6 separate regions of the Mus musculus genome follow, and all the other regions are linked to region 4. A link is a contact called in public promoter capture Hi-C data. All regions are on one chromosome and are shown on one strand. The core of a region is the stretch at or near the end of the contact, and the rest is flanking DNA. Distances in the headings are between cores, read along the strand shown.

Region 1 (3,173 bases), core at 532-3,031, 620 kb after region 4:
CAATGGGATTTTCATGGTACCAGCATGAGTAAGGCCTCAAGCCTGCCCCAAGGCTAAGCAGCTTCCCCAGGGTTCTCCACCTCCCAGGGAATCACCAAAGAGAATGAGTTTAGGAAACCCCCAGGGAGGTGGTTCCGACAGTAAAGAGCTTTGCGAGCATGAGGGCATAAATTCGGTCCCGAAAAACCACATATAAAACACTCATAATCCCAGAGCTGAGAAGGCAGAGACTGATGTCCTAGGGCTCACTGGCCCGCTAGCCTAGCCAGCTAAGTGAATTACAGGAGAGTGCAAGGCCCTGTCTCAAAAAAGCAAGGTGGTGACATCTGCGAAATAATAGCAGAGGTTGTCTACTGACATGCATGCACAAGTGCACACTTGTGAACGTGCACACACGGACACATACACACAGAGAGAGAATAAGGGGGCTTCTAGTTATTATGAATCCATGGGACATCTCAAAGTTGGCTTTGCTTCGTTTTCCAGAAAGGATTCACCGGTAGCATCGCAACTTGGATAACAAAGCCAGGACCCAGAGTTAAAGGATACCCAGGAACTGACATCTGTCCTAGAAGCGGGCAGGTCTGGGGGACGTGTGTTATGAGATCTCCATCTGGACTCTTCCATACCCACCTCTCACCCTTTATTGCTTCTTCTCCTGAAACTCTCAAGCCCTGCCTGCTCTAACATCTGTAGTTAGGGAACTCCATTGCTGTAGGTAAAAATAAGTCGCAGAGATGGCTAGCTAATATTTGACCTAGCTCTTCCCGCTATGAGCGCTATGAGGCCCTCCCCACTTCTCCCGGGGTACATCCGCTCCCCCCAACTCAGCTCTGTGGATAAGGCGGGGATCCACAGCGTCAGGAGGGTGGCTTCCCACCCTTCCTTCTGCCCACTGATCAAGGAGCCTAGCTAAGGGATGCCAGCCAGCATCAGTACCAGTCCTGGGGCTCCTGAGACATGTGAATTCCTGACACTCCAATCGTAAAAGGCAGAAAACGCTGGCAGACCGGAGCCCCGTGGATGCTGAAACCAAGATTCGGGGGAATTGGCCCACATTGAGATCTGAACAGCAAAAAAGGCCAGATAGAAAGTTAAGGGCTCTGAAACAATAGCACGGTACAGGTGCAGTCCTGGGGGAGCCAGAGCGCCAGCCCCATGACCCCTGGGTCCCCACTCACTGCCGGTAGGGGTCGTGGAAGGGCAATGCCAGCCAGGAGCCGTGCAGCTCGCGCATGAAGTCCAACATCTCCTCCGCACTGCCGTCTGCCGACACGAAAACCACCTCGAAGGGAGCGGGCCGCCGCGCCTCGCTCACCAGCTCCGTGTAGAAGTCGCAGAGCAGCGGCGTGAAGTCGCGGCTGGGCGAGCACCGGCCCGCCGCAAAGTACAAAGCTACCACCTTGTTCTGCAGCGCCACCTCGGCCTCCACCACCGTGCCCTCCCGGGTCACCAGGCGCCGCCCGCCCAGCACGTCCACCATCGCCACGAGCTCGGCGTGAAGAGGACACAGTGGAGAGACGAGCCCTGGGCTGCACGGCCACCTGTTAGCTGGAAGATGACACTGAGCCTCCCGCAGCACTAGGCGCCTCTCAGCCCCGCCTTCTGCTGGAACAGCTCACCTTGAGCCGAAGGGAGGAGAGAGCACAGTGGCCACTCCAGAAGCTGCGACAGCAGCGATGACAGCTGGGTGCCCCGCACCAAAAAGCAGAGCCACGCCATCAACCTCTCCCACCCTCTATTTTATCCTGCCTTGCAAACCCTCTCTACCCACCAGAGTCCTTAACATCCACCAGAGCCCTGCCCCGCTCCACCTGCGCCCCGCCCACCGGCATCCTGTCTCGCTCACCCACAACTAGTCCGGACATCCGAGGCTTGTTCGGGTCCACGCCCCCATCCCACCCCACGGGCCCAGTTCCACACCACCTAATCCACTCCTGCTCTGTTCTGCGGACCGGAGTTCTGTTCCGCCCACCAGCCCCTCCCCACCTCACCCAAAAGAGCCTAGACTCACCAGGGTTCTGCCCCGCCCACTGCCCCTACTCCTCCATCCACGCCACGCCCCTCACCCTCCCTTGGAGAATCTTCCAGCCCTAGATAAGCCTTACAGCTTTCCTGGCTCCAGCTGGCCATCTCCAATCCGCCCTCCCAATCCAGAAAAGCATTCCCTCATTGAGCCTGGAGCCCCCACCCCCACCCCCCACCCCCGAAGCTGTTGTGTCTGCTTAGGGCCTCTGAAAAGGGTTGAGGAAGCTAAAGGGTTCTTCTACCTCTAATCGAAATAGGCAGGCTATGGGGAGCCTGGGCTCTTGTGTTCCGGATGTATACCTCCACCGCCCATATCCTGGAGTTCTGGAAGAAAATTGAGGGCAGATCTCAACGTTGACGGAGGAGAGCCAGAGTGCTAAAGATACGCAGGCGCTGTGACGGTCCAGAAGTTTTTACAGTAAGAAAGTTTCAGCTCCCTGCCAAGCTGGAGGAGGCACTCTTGTGGGTCAGCGTGTACCGGCACACCCAAAACCTTAGGGATCTAGATAACTAACCCTCAAGAGCAGTATTTTAAAAATTAAAGAGTAGGATCTGGAAAGATGGCTGAGTCATTAAGAGCGCTGGCTGGTGGCTCTTGCCGAGGACGCGTGTTCTTTTGTCAGCACCCTCAAGGTGGCTTACAAAACTTCTGAAACTCCAGTTCTAAGGGATCACACACCCTCTTCTGGCTTCTAAGGGCACCAGGCACACATATGGTACAATGCGGGCAACGCATTCATACACATAAAGTAAGAATAAATAAAACATATTGCAAAAAGGTTGTAGGAAATTATTGAAACTTAGAGGCGGTGACGGAAACCAGCATATAGGATCCCAGATCATGCCACTTTGGTGCGCTGGTTGTTTGGAGTTCTAAGCACTCTGAAAACAGCAAACCGAGGAGAGGTTTCTCTGTGCTTCCCCGTTGTGCCCTCAAGGCAGGTTTGCCGAGAGAACTGAACTGCCATCGACAGAGACTTTCACAATTCCCAGACAAACTGCCTGAGCCTCCTCTATCTCATGTGTATTCCTCCAAGGACCTGTTCATCTCCAGTAAGTGAGCTACGCCTGCCTTTCCCCTGTGGGGGTGGACTAAATCCCTCGACCCTGTCACATTCACCGGTAGTCACTTTTCTATCCCCATA
Region 2 (3,225 bases), core at 686-3,185, 770 kb before region 4:
CACAGGAAAGGACAATGGGGCCACCCAACAGGTGCTGGAGGGCATGGCAGCCCGACGGGGGCCAGCGGCCACACACACATCTTGCTTCTTCAGCACAGGGGGCAGGTGTGGGGTGGGGTGGGGAAGAAGTCATGCTTAGCCTGTGGCAATGCCCAGTGACTATGGAATGAATGAAAGAACTTCTCTTCTGGGAATATGCTTTCCCATTGATGACCCCTTCTCCCGGGACCTCTGCTCCCTTACTGGTCTGCTGGTTTCATGTTGAATTTTTTTTTCCACTTTGAAAACTCTGGGATTAACACTGGGTTTCTGGCATCTTTATGATAAACCGCTCTGCTGGGGGAACAGTTAGGGCTAGCCAGCATCTCCTGGTGTAAGGAGATTGGAGTTAGTCAGCCACAGTTCCTGGCTGAGGCTCCCTTGTGATGCGCACTGACTTAGGGAAGCTCTTCCAAGATCAGGACCCGCAGGGGAGAATGAATGGATTCGTCTCTTCTCTACCCCTGAGCAGGCAGTGACCTTGGGTCCCATACCCATGGTCTGCACGCTTTCAAGTTTTGCGGCTTTCAAAAGGAAGTTGGAGTACAGGTGGTGAGCAGCTTTGTTGAAATGGTGAGGCTTAACACAGTGTGTCAACCACTTACATCATTCTCTTTTTCAAGTTCCGAGTCTCCATTACTGCGAAGAGGTGCAACTGGGACTGCAGGCACCAGGGCCTCAGAATGAGCTCTGTGCACCTTGCTGGGCTCCTACTGTATCTTTGTCTTCAGTTGACCTTCAAATATCCCAGCTATGGCTGTGGAGAGTGAGATATTTTCCAACCGTAACAGTCCTACTTGACTCCCATGGAGACCTCCTCATAGGTCTCACGAGCTTTATCAAAAATGAGTGACCTAGGTTGAGTAGACCACTCAGTGTAGAGTGCTTGCTGCACATGCGTGTGTACCTGACTTCAATCCTTGGGCAAAAGCCATGTATGGCCACACACGATTGTAATTCCAGAGCCAGGGAGGTGGAGGTGGAGATGGGTGAACTCCAGGAGTACCAAGACTGCTTGGCAAAGTTCCAGGCCACAGAGCAACCGTCCTTCAAAAAAAAGGTGGAAGGCATTTGAGGAATGACATTGGAGGTTGTACTCTGACTCCCACAAACATGTGCACACATGTACACACATGCACCTGCACAGTGTTTGTGTATGTGTGTGTGTATGTACACACATACATATATACACATATACACACATATACATATACACATGTACAAATATGCACGCACACTCACACATACGCGCGCGCGCGCGCACACACACACACACACATAAAGAGAGGGAAAGGGAAAGTTTCCTAGAGGTTTTCCTTGCCCGACCTGACTTGAAATCCAGCAGAGGGCACTATACTGTCAGCCAGACAGACATCTTCCTTCTAAGTGAGCAACTGGTAACAGCTGCCAGCTTTTAGCAAAACCAGTCTCATCTGGACAAGGGCTCCCTGTCCAAAAGGAGGCTAAGAACACACAGCAAGGATGCAATCCCATTCCAGGAGAGCCAGCTCAGACATGAAGGCACCAGTGAGACCTTGTCCTCTTTAACAGAGTCCTTACATTTCACGCATGACGAGACACGATAACCGCTTTGTATTCTTCCCGGGCTCTATTTATAGCAGTTATTAATGCGCCCATAATGGAAGTTCTTCTGCTTTTGGGGAACTGACTGTGAGACTAAATGACACCATGGTGACATCCTCTGCCAGGCATTCGGTATGGGCTGCTGCCTCCGAAATTGCCCATTTGGAGAACGTGTGCATGTCACAGGTTGTTTTCAAAAACCTTGAAAAAATGTCTAGCCATAGTTGCTAGGATTCAGATGTGAATGCCAGATTATCATAATGAACAAGCAGGGATTTTTGGCTGGTCTGGGGTTAGTTCCTTCTTTAGCTTGAATGTGACCTCTATGCTCAGGTCACTGAACGAACATTTCTTTACCTGGTTTCCTGAAGCCACATCCATACACAGCGATGTCTGGTGTCCACAGTCACTGCAGACCTTCTCCATTCTGGTGAGCAAGTTATTATCAAAGGCTTCTAAGCAGCCAATACTTTAAACATTTTATGAAAAACAAAAAACAAAAGTGATTCACAGTTGGTGGAGTGTCTGCCTAGAACTCCTGGAGTCCTGGGTTCGATCCCCAGCACCACATAAATGATTTGTGCAACCTCAGCACTCAGAAGGCGGAGGCAGATGGATCAGAAGCTTGAAGTCATGCTTGGCTACGTGGTGAGTTCAAGGCCAGTCTGGGCTACACGAGATTCTCAAGATCTTAAAACAAAACAAAACAAAAAACCGAACTTTTAAGTACATCACCCACGTGACTATGAAAACTGCTCATACCAGCTGTCTTTAGCACCTGATTTGATTGGCAGAGGAATGTCCTCAAGGGAAGCCCAGCCCAGACAATGGTTTTAGGAGTCAGGGCTCCAGGGCTCCAGGGCTCCAGGGCTCCAGGGCTCCAGGGCTCCAGGGCTCCAGGGCTCCAGGGCTCCAGGGCTCCAGGGCTCCAGGGCTCCAGGGCTCCAGGGCTCCAGGGCTCCAGGGCTCCAGGGCTCCAGGGCTCCAGGGCTCCAGGTGTGGCTCTCTCCCCAACCAGTCACAGGAGCAAATCTTGTGAGGGCCGGTTTAGCTCCATCAGTCACCTGGAGTGGGGGGTGTGCTTCACCCAGGAGGAGTTTCAGACAGTGCCCCTCCAAATGCCTTTCCCGACACACCTGTGCTGGCTGTTAGCTGGTTATTTAGAGATGCAGGATTAACTCTGAAGAGTTGGCTGTCCTTCTGTACAAAGGATTTTGGACCAATCTGACTTTGTAAGCAGCGGATGCAGACCAGAGCTAGTTTATGCAGTTGTAGCAGGCGCTGACATCTGACCCCACAGAACTGGGCATCAAACCTCATATGATTTCATCTGCATCACAGGACAACCCTGGCTGGCTGTGCACCTTGCTTATCCTCTATAGCCTCACCCACCAGCCCTTTGTCAAGTTCTGTGAGGGATGCTGTCTCGCCCTCTCTGAGTCATGAAGTAAATGTGGGCGCCATCAGCTGGAGTTCTTAAAAGGCCATGCTTGTGCTAGACATTTTACAAGGTTGACTGATTGGAACTTCAATGGCTCGATTATTACAGGTCATGAGCCAGATTAATATTGGCTCCCATGGGCCTTTATCTTGCCGTGTGTT
Region 3 (3,410 bases), core at 532-3,031, 830 kb before region 4:
AGGTCACAGTCCCTAGGGTTTTTGTTTGATCAGTTACAGTATGTGTGTGTGTGTGTGTGTGTGTGTGTGTGTGTGTGTGTGTGTGTGTGCATGCATGCACATGTTATTCCAGTCCCTGATGGCATGGCCTTCTGTCAAATTCTTAATGCTGCCCTAAAATACATGATCTTGAGGCACCAGGAACTTATGGCTCTAACCAGGTGACGGAGCCTGTTTGTGGCTTCATTGACTTGATGACGGTCTGTGTGAACATTTCTCACACAAGTCTTCTAGAAATCAGAAAGTGGGTTGATGGAGGGTATGGGACAGATAGCCTCGTTCCTCCTCTTGTTCCTAAGAGTTTTGGAACTAGCATCCCAGTGGGTCTGCATTGTGCCCTCCAGGAGGGAGGGAGAGACAGAGAGAGACAGAGACAGACAGGGAGAGACAGAGAAGAGAGTCCAGAGAAAGAAAGAGTCTAGAGAGACAGAGAGAGAGGCAGACAGACAAAGAGAGAGAGATACAGAGACACACAGAAGTGAGTCCAGAGAGAGAGAGACAGAGAGACAGAGACATACCTGCCAGAGGGTGTCAAACTTCTTCCCCTCAGGAATGGAGAGCTTCCCGGTCTTGTCCCTGTCAATGCGGTAGTGCAATACTTTCCCTTCGTGCAGCAGGCACAGAGCATAGGAGCCGCTGTTGTCTCTGGCCCTGATCCTGCGAGAGAGAGCACACACCATATTACCCCTACTGCGACCTTTTGACCTAGGAAGCAGTACCGTCACTACAGTTGGTGGCCCTGGTGGGCAGCAGGTGCTCTCCAGCACCAGCAAATGGGCAGGTGGTGGGCACGCAGCACCCAGACCTCGAGATGACAGGAGGGCTCTGTACCAGAGCCAGCGAGTTAGCCAGAGGGAAACGCCAAGGGTTGGAGATGGACTATGGCAAAGATCCAGCAGGGCCATGGCGCTTTGGAGATCAGTGAAAGAGCTTGGGGGGGTGTGGCTCAGGGCCACAGGCACAGGCTTTGGGGTGTCTGTGAAGCCCCTAGACTCAGGTGAAGGACAGGTGAGGAGTCTAATGAGCTTGTTAACAGAACTTTCTGGAGCACACAAAGGAGGTTATGAACTCTTCTACTCCTATGGTCTTCTTCCCTTTCTCTTCAGTGCCAAGGCCGGGTTTAAGACATTGTTTGACATTAGCAGGTAGCATCCCCCACCTGAGACGGGAATGATAGCCACGTGGCATGAGCCAACAGAGACAGCCCAAGGCCTGAGGCGTCTGTAGGTGAATGAGACTTCATTGTTCCACTGGTACCAGGAGCTACATGTAGGACTTCAGGCCCCCATGGCGAGTGACAACATACAGGTGCACCCTTGAACCTCGAGACACAGGCACAAGGCAGTCCTGACATCATAGGAGGAATCAGTACTTAGGAAGGCCCCGGAGAAGGTGAGATCTGGCTGGCATGGCAATAGGAGGTGTGACTCTCCCAGTTCAGAGCCTCATTCCTCTGAGGCCATGCTATTCGCCGCCTTTCCAGCAACTCATGCGTTCTAATCATGAGATCTGGGGAAGGGCGAGTCCGTGGGACATCTGCGGTCTGGGAGTCCCTGAGGCCTCTGTGGCCTCTGCATTTGCTAAAGGAAGGAAGATGAATTTTCAGAGCATCCAGCATAAATGCACTGGACTTGGGAAGAGCTCAATCAAGTCCCAGCAGCCTGGAGAAGGGTGTCTGTAAACTGGGGTGGTTTGTACAGCTTTCTCCAAGCACACAACATCAAGGCCACAGCCACAGTCCAGGCTGAGCTGGGCCTTGGGACCGGAAGTGACCTCACTTCCCTTTCTCCTGCCATACCCATCTCCTCAAAGTAGGAGGAGGTTGCAACTTTACGAATGATTTCTTTTGAAATGGCGCTTGCCTGGCAGAGTGGCCAGGGCTCCCTCCAGGCCCCTGCTTGAAGCTCAGAGAAGCTGGTGAAGGGTGAAAGACCCTTCTCCGCCATCGTAGATTTGTGTTTTGAAATTTCACCACTGTGGAAACACCTCCTCCCTCCTACAGTCAGTCACGAGCACCCTGAGGTGCCAACTCCTTTGGGATGACTATGTGGCTGATAAAAGCCTGGTTGGTCATTGGGTAACGCCCAGTCACACAATAAAACACCATATATGAATAAAGGGTTGAGCCTGTTTTCTAGGGAAACCATTCACAATGTGTGCTGGCTTGCAGAAAGGACAATGTGTGAAAACACACACACACACACACACACACACACGTGTAAGGGGCTGGGATATGGTTCAGTGGGTGAGAACACTTGCGGTAAATCAGGCTGGACATCTTCACATGTGCCTGTAAGCCCAGCGACGGAGGTTGGAGAGAGACAAATGCTATGAGCTCCCAGGCTGACCAGCCCAGCTGAGGCAGTGAGCCTCTGCTCAGAGAGAGACCCTGTTTCAGAAGAATAAGTGGGAAGTGATAGAGGAAGATTCTGGAAATCTTCCTTGGGCATCTGCATTTGCATGCATGGGCATGCACATCAACACACATAAGTAGGCATAGAATACAGAGAGAGAGAGAGAGAGAGAGAGAGAGAGAGAGAGAGAGAGAGAGAGAGAGAGAGAGAAAGAAAGGAGGGGGAAGAAGGGGAAGTGGGAAGGTAAGGGGAGAGAGAGAGGAGGAGGAGAGGGAGGGTAAGGGGGAGGGTAAGAGGAGCGGTAAGGAGAGGGAAGTTCGGTAAGTAGTAGGAGGAAATGTGTATGTGTATGTACGTGCATGCTCGGCAGACAGACCTTGAACTTGCCCCTCATAGATGTGAGAGAGGAGGGTGTGACTTTTGCTGGAAGGGCTTAACCCTCTTCTCTACCTTTGTGTGCCCTCCAGGGTAAAAGAATGTGTGGGTGGTGGTGAGACCAGGCAGTGAGTGGAGGGCCTGGGAGATAATGAGATACTGAAGGCTTCGGTGTGTAAAACTCTAGGGATGCGGTCTGCATCTGATACAGAGAGAGCAGGACAGCAGGTTCACTCCAGCCTGAGTACCACTCAGTCTCTGTGGCTATCGTCCAGGGGCATCTGTGATGGGGTCAGAGTTGAAAGGGGAGGGAAAATGTCTGAATGGGCAGGAGGAGAGAGGATGGAAGATGGGCGGGGGAAGAGGAGGGGAAGGAAAGAGAGGTGAAGAGAGAGGGGAATAATAGGTGGGAAAATGATCATTGCTCAGAGCTAAGAATGCACAGTAGCCTTTCCAAGAAGGCTAGGAAAACAGGAGACAGGGATCCTGGAATAAGTGACATTTGGTACAGAAACGCTGTGCCTGCCAACACCTTGAAGTAGCAACACTGGGTGTTGTCTGTGCAGATCCTGAAAGCAAGATCGGTCCCTAAAGCAAACCAGATCTGAGGCATGCCAAACTTGTGTTCTCTACCCATGCGTC
Region 4 (3,278 bases), core at 535-3,034:
TACACAGAGGAACTCTGTCTCAAAAAAACAAACAAAAACCACCACCACCAACAACAACAAAAAAAGAGAACTGAGGCCCAAGGTCAACTTGGAAGCAAGCCCCCAGCTGAGTTTTGTCAGGTTCTAGATTCAATGCAGGTTATGAGCCCCCCTAGAGCACTGGTCGGCAACCTTCCTGATGCTGTGACCCTGTGATAGTGTTCCTCCTGTTGTGATGGCTCCCCAACCATAAAATTAGTTTTGTTGCTACTTTGTAACTGTAATTTTGCTACTGTTATGAATTATAATGTAAATATCTGTGTTCTCCAATGGTCTTAGGTGACCCCTGTGAACAAGACCTTCGAATTCCCACCCTCAAAGGGTTCTTGACCCACAGGTTGAGAAACACAGCCCTAGAGCAAAGACAACCGACCCTCCTCTGGTTGGTTCTACTGTTTTGACCTCTAGTAGGCCTATTGTGCTCTCTGAGCCAGCACTGACTGGCACACCTAACCTGAAGAAGCTTCCTGGTTCTTTCTAGGACCTTCTATCCTTTAGGAAGGGCTTGCTCAGTTTAACTGCTGTCAGCTGCCTGCCTTCCCAACAGCCTCATCCCTGCTGGAAGCCCCTAAGGGCCTTCTGGAATTCAGGAAGCCACCAGTCTGCCTAGAGACTGGTCTTGATCTATTTCTTGGTTCTTCCGGCAGGTTCATTAAGGAACTGGGTTTCCTTTTAGGGAGGGACTGTGTCTCTGGGCAGCACTTCCCACCTGGCCAGTTACTGTGTGAACTGAGGGTCACTTCTCCCTTCAAGGGCAGAAAAGGACATGCCCTGTGGCTGCAGTGTGTGTGTGTGTCTGTGTGTGTGTACCCATGCAATATGCCATGAGGTCAACCCAGGTGTTGTCCACTTAGTTTTAGGAGACAGGGTCCCTTACTGAAATCTGAGTCTGACTTCGGATTAAGTAAGGCAGGCTGGCTGGCCAGTGAACTCCATCCAGGGTTCCACCAATAGTCTCTGCCTCAACACTGGGATTACAACAAAGCACCACTGTCTGGGTTTTTTTTTAATCATAGGTTCTGGAGCACCAACCTCAGAAAGCATGTTAAGGACCTGGCTATGTCTACCCTTTGTACCAACCAACTTCGGAAGGCCCAGAATTAGTTAGAAATGTATCTCATCGGGAGCTGCATACAGGAAGCCTTGGTCCATGGGAAGAACCACCCACACCTTGCATTGAGAACCCCAAAGGGTCTATCCTAGATCATAAAGGTAAGAGCCCAGCATCTCTGGGGTCAACGCTGGTGACCCCAGAGCATGGGGCACAGGAGACTTTGGGGACCTGGACGAGCAGGCTGGATCATTAGGAGGCTGAAAGGATCAAAAGGCTCCTTTTGCTGGTAATCTCCTCTGTTTTCAAGAGACCAGACTTGGGTAGGAAAGAGCCCCTGGGGTCTGGACCATGGGGCTTTGGGGGATGGGGGACGGGGGGGGGGGGACACGGGGGAAGAGGACGAGGGAGTTGGATGAAAAGAGGAAGAGGTGGTGGAAGGTAAATGGGGAAGGAAAGGAAGGGAGGGAGAAAGGAAACAAGAGGGGAGCAGGAGAAAAAGACTGGGGTAGGTGAAGACAGGGGCGGGGCGCGGGAGGGCAAGGAAGAAGGGAGAGAGGTTGGGGTGAGAGGAGGGACTAGGAGGAAGGGGGAGGGGCGAAGGGAGGGAAGAGACGGGAGGGGGAGGGGAGGAGGCGGGAAGGGAGGGAGAGGGGGTGGGGCCTGCACGCTAGCCCCGCGCCCTCCTTCCCCACGCCGGCCTCCGCTCCCTCTCGCGCCGCAGCATCTCCGCGCGTCTCCCGGCCTCCCCGACTCAAGCTCCTGGCGCCGTTCGCCTCTGTCGTCGCTGCCACCAACGCCGCCGCCATTCTTGGCGCGGAGCTGGCCTGGCCAGCCCCCGCCGAGAGCCTCCGCGGGTCGGACGCGCGCTCCAGGTAAGCGACTGGGCCGGCGCGGGAGGAGCGCGCGCGGGGTTGGGCAGGTGCGCGGAGCGCGGCGAGCCCCCGCGGTAAACCTAGGAACCCTGTTGGAGCCTCTCCTGCGACCCCCTCGGGGCTCCCAGGATCCCTCTCCGAGCTTCTTCCCCAGGTTCTCCCACACCGCTAGGACCTAGTCTGCATTCCCACCTGGATGCCCCCGGACTCCCTCTGCGTTCGCATCAGGATCCTTTGGGTCCCCTCTGAGTCCCATCCGGATTCCTCACCCCCCTCTACATTTCCACCGCGTTTTCCAGACCCTCTCTGCAGTTCCACCCCAGCCCGGATCTCTCTCCGGCGTCCCTTCCCTAGCTCCCGCCAGGCCCTGGCAGGCAGGTGGCTGGAGCAGGGACACGGGACAGGCAGCGGATGCGACTTGACCAGCCAGGCCCTGCACGCTGGGACCCCCGGGTGCTGACTCCTTGATCGGTGCCTCCCAGGTCAGGCCCGGTGCCCGTAGCCGGGCTCCCAGCCCCGGCCTAACCAGCTTCTATTTCGGTCTCCCAGGCCTTGGCTCGGGTGCACCGGATGTGGCGCGGTGCACTCAGACAGGTGCGGCCGCGGTGAGGTTGCCACCGCCGGGCAGTGGGCACTGCAAGGCGGTGGCTTCCTGGAAGATTCGGGCTGCGTTATTCTAGAACCGCCCGGAACCACCACCAGCTTTAGCTCGAGCTGCACCTGTTGCTGGCGCCCGATGATTTGCAGGGGGCTGGTTCTGTTGGGGCTCAGCCAGTTATGGCTTGGGGAAAAAAATCAGCCAAAAAACAAAACAGCGCTGAGCACGTAGCTGCCCTCTATATGTTTTCTGTTTAGTCTCTCTGTGGGTGAATGTGGAGTTTTGGCTTTCAATGAAGCATGTGGTGAAGGCCTGCCCCTACATACTGGGTCATTTGCCACATGAACTTGTCCTGCTTTTGTTTTGAAAACCCTCACTGTGTGGAGCACAGCCCAGGCCCGTGGGTGGCCCAACCTCTCACTGGACTGGGGGCCTGTAGCCAGCCATCTGACCCAGCTGTGGGTCTACCAGGCGCTACCAAACGGAAGTTTCCTTCCCAGGAGGGTGAAGTGACACCAGCGGTCTGTCACTTCATATGTGCCCCTGGCGTCTGACTTGTCTCTTGTCTGCCCAGGCAGGCAGGGTTATTTGGGAATGTTTACAGTGTCCCAGAAGCAGGCAGTCTTGGGCAGAGGTGGGGGTAGATCCCGGTAGCGACTATAATGGCCTGATTGTCATTTTGACCGTTGCTGTCTGTGTGCATCACGTCAGAGCG
Region 5 (3,376 bases), core at 532-3,031, 860 kb after region 4:
ATTAGGAGGTATGGTCTTGTTGGAGGGAATTGTCACTTTGGAGGTGGGCTTTGAGACCCTCCTCATAGCTGCCTGGAACCAGTCTTTTGGCTGCTTTCCAATCAAGACATACAACTCTCAGCTCGTTTTCCACCACCATGCCTGCCTGATGGATATCATGCTTCCCACCTTGATGATAATGGACTGAACCCTGAACTTGCAAGCCAGCCCCAATTAAATGTTGTCCTTTGTAAGAGATGCCTTGGTCATGGTGTCTCTTCACAGTAACAGAACCCAAGCTATGACACTCACCTTTCAGAGAGATGGGGGGCATGAAAATGAAACTAATCCTTGAAAACACACACACACACACACACACACACACACACACACACACACACACACAATTTGTGTATTGAAGTGTATACATAATTTAAATAGAGTTGTACCACTATGATTGATAATGACAAAACAATCCCAATATCTGAGAAATCTTCCTTGGTGTGATAAATCAGAGCTCAAGAGTCTCCCCAGAGAAGACGGGCTGACACTATTGCTCTTTGCTGTGTCCCAGAACTTGAATCTCAGACCCTGTACTTATTATACCCACATAAATGTGCAACAATAAAGAAATCATGAGTTGGGTGGGGAATGGGAGAAGCTGAGGGGCAGGAGCATGACTGAAGTGGACATAGTTCCCCTGTACGGAGTTCTCAAAAACATATGAAATCATTAAGTTAGAAGAAACCAAAAATTGAAGGTTGGGAGGAAACACAGGAAGTGCACAGGAACCAGGAGGGCTAGTTAGCAAGAGATTGAAACTATTTTCCAAAAGTACTGGAGAAGTCATGAAAAATTTGGGGAAATTGCTACATCTGAGAAAAAAAATTCTGGATTAAAATTATCCATCACTAAAATAGTGCAATGAACGATCAGAAAAGGCAATAGAAAATAGCTTTTAATTTTAAAATATTTTGGGAGCAAAACCAAGTATGACAAGCTATGACTATTTTACGATACACCTTTGGAGCTCACTAGTTAATGGTATTAGCACACATGGCAGGGCAGGCATTAAGGAAGAGCCTTACTCTGAGGTAAAGGACAGTATACACTTGTAGACATAGACACTGCTTAAAAGTGTCTCACTTTTACTTTTATACTGTGAGTTTTTTGTTTGTTTGTTTGATTGTTTGTTTTCGAGACAGGGTTTCACTATATAGTCCTGGCTGTCCTGGAACTCACTTTGTAGACCAGGCTGGCCAGAAATCTGCCTGTCTCTGCCTCCCGGGTGCTGGGATTAAAGGCATGAGCCACCACCGCCCACTGTGAGTTTTTTGAAGACAGGAATTCCTTCAGTCTTGTGGCCCTCTGGACCCAGTAGATGATCCCTAGTGAAAGGTGAAGGATCACTGACTGAATACATAACTGAAGGCTTTTGTACTCAGGGAGGACCCGCAGCTGGGAGCAAACCGAAAATCTGCCCTTCAGAAATAGCTCTGTATTTTGGGACCTGAGAAAGGAAGTGCAATAGCAAGCGAGCTCTCCTGTGGACAGAGGCAATGGGATGGGGAGGTGCACCCTAGCTGGCACAGTCCTGGAAAGGAAGCACAGAGCATGCAAAGCCTCTCTCCTTAACCCTGCTGTAATAAGGCTGTCTGCTTGTGGTAGGGACATGAACCTTCTCATGTGTACACGAGTCACATGACCTCAGTATGACCAATCAGGAGAGTCCTGGTTCACTACCCAGTCTGATTGGCCAAGTTCTGGACATGTGACCAATTAGATCTTGACCTGGAGTTACAGTTGGTGCGAAGGTGCTGAGACAGTTGGTAACTGACCTGTTATAACTGAGGTTAAGTTTTCACTCCGGGGCTACAGAGGTAGAGTCAGTGTGCTCAGGCATGATTTCAGGAGAGCTGCTCCTGTCTACTCCCCCAGCACCCAGGTACAGCCTAGTTTTTCTAGTCTTGCTGCTGATGTGACTCCCTAACCCGCCTTCTCATCTTGTCAGAACCACTTTGGTTGTGTTGTAGGCACTGACCCTTTCTTCCCACTGCCTGGCGATTGGAGGCCTTGGGGCTGCAGAATATAGATGCTGAACGTCCCAGGACTCTGTGCAGCACTCCCTGGACAGTTCGGGGTGGCTGAGACAAGCAGGCTCCTGCCCAGCACAAGCCCTGTGGACCATCACAGGGAAGCAGAGCCTTGCCCTCTTTCATGTCCCCCTTTTATGTCCAGGTTCCTCCAAAACGGGCACATTATGCATAGAAATGAGAACATACCACAGTTGTCTTTAGAGACTTGGCTTGTCACATGAAGCATTTTCCTTAGTTCCACCTACTTTCTGGAAAATGACACTTTTCATTCTTTGTTTTTGTTTGTTTGTTTGTTTTCGAGACAGGGTTTACTCTGTGTAGCCTTGTCTGTCCTGGAGCTCACTCTGTAGGCTGGCCTTGAACTCAAAAATATGCCTGCCTCTTCCTCTCAGGTGCTAAGATTAAAGGCATATGCCACCACACCTGGCTGACACTTTTTATTCTTAAGGCGAGGTCCTTTTTCGTCTCGTACACTCTTCACATGATTTTATTTATGGATTCGTGTATTTCAGACTCACCTTATATTCCTGAGTGGACTGATGTTCATGAACATGAGCTTATAAATGTGTTGTTTATCATGAAGTATCACGGACTCTCGTTAAGGTTTGTCACTTCTTTTACATGAAAATATTGGTAATAGTGTTTGGTTTACTGTAATTTTAATTGTTTGTGTATGTCTGCACACATGGGAAGGACAGAGGACCAATTGTGAGGCCAGTTCTCTCATTCCACCATGTGGGCTCCAGGAACAAAACTTGGATCATCTGGTCTGGTGGTAAGCAACTCTATCCACAGAAGCAGCGAGCTTTCTGTTTGTCTGGTTTTGGTTACAGGGTAATGTTGGCTTTCTGGAACACAGTGGAAAGTGTCCCTTCCCTTTTAGTTTATGGAATTATCTTAGGAACATTGGTGTTCTTTAAAAGTCTGGTAGAATTCATTTATGAATATGTCAAGCCTTGGAGTTTTGTTGATGTTTTTCCAGGTAATATTTTAACTTCATTGCTTGTTATTGATCTATTCAAGCATTTTATATATATTTTGAAATTTGTCCATTACTCCCTGTTTGACAATTGGTTGCAGGATAGGTTTCCTATATCTGTTTCAAAGATTCTTAGATATGTTCTAATGGTTCTTTTTTTCCTTTTTATGATCTATATATTGATTTGTTGTGAGTTAGTACACAGTTGCTGTCTTCAGACACACCAGAAGAGGACATCAGATCCCATTACAGGTGGTCGTGAGCCACCATGTGGTTGCTGGGAATTAAACTCTGGACCTCTGAAAGATCAGTCAGTGCTCTC
Region 6 (3,064 bases), core at 131-2,630, 740 kb before region 4:
ACAGTCATACACAGACCTTCATAATGGAGAGACTGTGGACATGTGGACTTCCTGCTCACAGGCATATTCAAAGTAGGGCTACATTTGTGAAGGCCACTCTCAAATGGCCTTGTTAAAAATGGTCTACTCCCTTCTTATTTTAGTAGCCATAGCACTAAGGCCAGAGTCAAGCTGAACTAAGGAACAAAGATGTTATCTTAACTGTAAATAGTGAAAGCATATCTTAGGTAAGATTTCAAAACAAACAAACAAACAAACAAACATGTTTCCTGTGAATAGCAGGGCAGAGATTTGCTTTGCAAACCAACTTCAAAGGATTATATCCTCTGAAATTACAGGACTCCAGAACTTACCCAAACAGAAAAGTGACTATATTATAGCTTACAGAATCTGTAAGCTAAGCCTAATTTAGAAGATACAGGCCCCATTTTGTAATTCTTTTACCACATCACCAAAGGACAAAGATAAGGATAAAAAAAGAAAAAAAGAGTTTCCTCCAGCCATAGAGTGCAAGTATGATATAGGTAGATGTTCCTGTCCAGCGCTTACAAAATGTCAGTACAGCATATTCTCTCTCTCTCTCTCTCTCTCTCTCTCTCTCTCTCTCTCTCTCTCTCTCTCTCTCTCTCTCTCTCTCTCTCTCTGTTAATTCTTTGAAATGGTCATGAAAAGCTGCTGAGCAGCGTGGTCCCCCAAGCTTACCCAAAGAGGTGATGTCAGAGCCCTGTCCTGTTAAAACGCTTGAATTCTTGTAGTATGGTTGCCTTTCAGGCAGGGAATTTCTTGGCACCTCTAAGTGACAGGCTGTCTTGTGATTTAGCACATGTGACTACTATTGTCGACTTGACAGAATCTAGAGTCACCTGGAGACGGGCCTCAGGCTTGTGGGAGGAGAGATTATCTTGATTACTTAAGTGTTGTGCAAAGGCCGGTCTTGACTGTGGGCTAGACCATTCCTGGGTACAGGATCCTGGACTATACAAATTGATCTCGGTAGCAGCGTGCTTCCACAGTCGTCTAAGTTCTGATTACCGATGCGATGTGATCAGCCATTTCAAGATTTTTTTTTTCCTGCTTTGCTTTTTTACTCTGAACTATGAGCCAGAGCAAACCCAGTTTTCCTTAGCTTGTTTTTGTCACAGCTACAGGAACAGAAACCTTGCCCAGTGACCAAGTCTTATTGCGTGGTAAGCAGTGATTAAGTACACTAGGGTAGGAGCATAGTTTTAAACACAGGAATCCACTGTCCTTTCAACGGAATGATTTTTGATTCATTTAATTTTCAGAAAATTCTAGTCTCTTGTCATCTATTCCAGAAGCTTTCGGTAGAGGGCAGCTGAAGGCTCCCGGTGAAAAGCAGGCCACCGCAACGAGCAACCACTGTGCTTGCAGGAGCTTGAGGAGGGTGGAGCCGGAGGCCGGGAGGCTAGAGCCAGAGAGCACCGCGTGGGAGGACTGCACAGGGCCAGGCGCGCGTGCGGGCGGTGCAGGGAGCGGTGCTGGAGGTTGTAAGGCTGTGCAGAGAGCTCGGGCGGGTGCATAAGGCAGAGAGGGGCAGACAGAGAGGGGCAGCACAGGGGGCAGGACGTTGCATTGGGCGTTGCACTGGAGGTGCAGGGCTCTGGACATTGCACTGGGGGTGCGGTGCACAGGGCGGTGCGGGGCGCAGGGCAGCTGACAGCGTCATCAGGCGGGAGCAGCGCGCACTCCGCCTCAGCAGCCACCGCATCGCGCTGCGCGCAGCGGGTCCCGGAGCTGCGCCTGGAGACCTGCGGCTCTGAGCCGGCTCTCCCCAGGTAAGCAAGCCACCACGGCTCTCGGCTGGAGCTGGATACAGCTCGCGGGTGCCCGGCGCTTTTGGCCAGTCCTGGGAGCCAGAGGAGCAGGATTACTCTCTGGGGCTGAAGATCAGTATGTATCCCAGGACTTGGAGAGGGGGACCAGCCAGCCTCATCCTGCATCCTTCCAGGAGGGGAGGGCGAGGACGAAGCCATAGCTCAGTTGGGAGAACGTTAGACTGAACACCTAACATTGCTTTGAAGGGGCAAAACCTCAGGGTCTTACCCAAGATTAGGGATCCCGTCCTAACAGGAGTTGCGGTTGGGGAAATTCTTTGACTGCAGGTATTCTAATGAATGCGGAAGATTCCATCGATTTAGGAAAAGTCTCCTAAAGAGGTACAGCTAGAGAAAGAAACATTCAGAGCCAAGAAGAAATGGCTAGGGGATTCCTGATGTTTGGATCCCAACCTCTAGACTTAACGCTCTGGAAAGGGACCCGCCCCAATGTCTCATTTCCTATTTTAAAGACCAGGCTTGGGATATCCACGGGACTCCCCTTCTTCTCCCGGTGGGAGCTCAGGCAAGTCTCAGCATCTAGTCCAGGCAGAAGAACGTGGGTCTCCATCAGAGGACAATGACAGCTGGCTGCCCAAGGGTTGGACTTCCCCACCCTGCTTTGCGATTCCATGTCCCAGTTCATATTCTTTGGGGTTGGGGGATCTTTGGAACTGGACACCACACATCTCGGTTGTTCCATGCCTTCAAAGGTGGAACACAGTATAACTTGGGTGGAGGAATCCGTGCCCAGCCAGCCTTGTTTAGGAATTCATTTCACATTTTGGTTCTTGTTAGCTTTTAATCGGGCCCCCGTGCATACTAGTTTATACTAGCAGAAGTTTTGTGATTTGCTTAAAAGAAAAAAAAACCCATAAAATATTATTTTAAATGACTATTTTCTAAGTAACAGCAAAAAAGCTGAAGTATTTTAGATCTCAGATCAGTCTAGATGTGTTCTTTCCCACTGGCATTTGGGTTCGAGGAGGTGGAGTGGGTGGTAGAGAAAAGGGAATAAAATTAGAATAAATTTAACAAATTTGTATGGGAATCATACTTTAAAAAAAGAAATTGTTGTTGCCTAAAATTGCAAACTATTCAGTTTTATCTGTGCCCTTCGAACTGGAGAGGGCCCTGAGCACAAGAAGACACAACACCCCCCGCACCCCCATCCCAAATATATCAGAGAAACAGAAGGTGGTACAGGTAGGAGGTCCGTTTGACTGAAG

Evidence for each region. Promoter capture Hi-C pulls out the DNA fragments that hold promoters and counts their contacts.
Region 1: a promoter capture Hi-C map of pre-B cells shows a contact between it and region 4, with 2.2 times the contacts expected there. The contact joins the promoter of Nxnl2 here to the promoter of Sema4d in region 4. A contact is called at or near these places in 3 of 39 promoter capture datasets (embryonic stem cells, liver and pre-B cells).
Region 2: a contact with region 4 is called in a promoter capture Hi-C map of the HPC-7 cell line. The contact joins the enhancer-like site here to the promoter of Sema4d in region 4. A contact is called at or near these places in 9 of 39 promoter capture datasets (3T3-L1-derived adipocytes, the C10 cell line, the HPC-7 cell line and 5 more), 7 of 115 datasets of contacts at active chromatin or transcription factors (bone marrow-derived dendritic cells, double positive thymocytes, embryonic stem cells and 2 more) and 1 of 9 other capture datasets (embryonic stem cells).
Region 3: a contact with region 4 is called in a promoter capture Hi-C map of neutrophils, with 5 times the contacts expected there. The contact joins the enhancer-like site here to the promoter of Sema4d in region 4. A contact is called at or near these places in 9 of 39 promoter capture datasets (the 3T3-L1 cell line, 3T3-L1-derived adipocytes, hippocampal neurons and 4 more), 1 of 484 Hi-C or Micro-C datasets (bone marrow-derived macrophages) and 7 of 115 datasets of contacts at active chromatin or transcription factors (T-cell acute lymphoblastic leukemia, double positive thymocytes, embryonic hindbrain and 4 more).
Region 5: a contact with region 4 is called in a promoter capture Hi-C map of liver, with 4 times the contacts expected there. The contact joins the promoter of 1700048B10Rik here to the promoter of Sema4d in region 4. A contact is called at or near these places in 5 of 39 promoter capture datasets (the 3T3-L1 cell line, liver and stem cell-derived epiblast-like cells).
Region 6: a promoter capture Hi-C map of neutrophils shows a contact between it and region 4, with 5 times the contacts expected there. The contact joins the promoter of Diras2 here to the promoter of Sema4d in region 4. A contact is called at or near these places in 9 of 39 promoter capture datasets (the 3T3-L1 cell line, cranial neural crest, embryonic stem cells and 5 more), 4 of 115 datasets of contacts at active chromatin or transcription factors (astrocytes, embryonic stem cells, forebrain and 1 more) and 1 of 9 other capture datasets (liver).

What each region holds. Positions count from the first base shown.
Region 1 is chr13:51,169,633-51,172,805 of GRCm38.p6, reverse strand. It overlaps Nxnl2 (nucleoredoxin-like 2), which reads right to left and starts at 1,781. Exons shown (of 2, transcript NM_029173.4): 1 at 1,182-1,781. The coding sequence starts at 1,483.
Region 2 is chr13:52,563,756-52,566,980 of GRCm38.p6, reverse strand. No RefSeq gene overlaps it. Among named protein-coding and RNA genes, the nearest start is that of Gm2848, 7.9 kb to the left of the region's middle. Within about 2 kb of position 1,935, at least 56 of the 459 cell types and tissues checked have an H3K27ac peak or open chromatin away from gene starts, as enhancers often do. A contact at or near this core is called in the HPC-7 cell line, pre-B cells and pro-B cells, where this site is marked.
Region 3 is chr13:52,618,087-52,621,496 of GRCm38.p6, reverse strand. Syk (spleen tyrosine kinase) reads right to left here. Exons shown (of 14, transcript NM_011518.2): 4 at 558-696. Among named protein-coding and RNA genes, the nearest start is that of Syk, 23 kb to the right of the region's middle. Within about 2 kb of position 1,781, at least 28 of the 459 cell types and tissues checked have an H3K27ac peak or open chromatin away from gene starts, as enhancers often do. A contact at or near this core is called in bone marrow-derived macrophages and neutrophils, where this site is marked.
Region 4 is chr13:51,792,184-51,795,461 of GRCm38.p6, reverse strand. Sema4d (sema domain, immunoglobulin domain (Ig), transmembrane domain (TM) and short cytoplasmic domain, (semaphorin) 4D) reads left to right here and starts at 1,784. Exons shown (of 16, transcript NM_013660.5): 1 at 1,784-1,965.
Region 5 is chr13:50,932,557-50,935,932 of GRCm38.p6, reverse strand. 1700048B10Rik (a long non-coding RNA gene) reads left to right here and starts at 1,781. Exons shown (of 5, transcript XR_382361.2): 1 at 1,781-1,924; 2 at 2,588-2,678.
Region 6 is chr13:52,529,152-52,532,215 of GRCm38.p6, reverse strand. Diras2 (DIRAS family, GTP-binding RAS-like 2) reads left to right here and starts at 1,380. Exons shown (of 2, transcript NM_001024474.2): 1 at 1,380-1,796.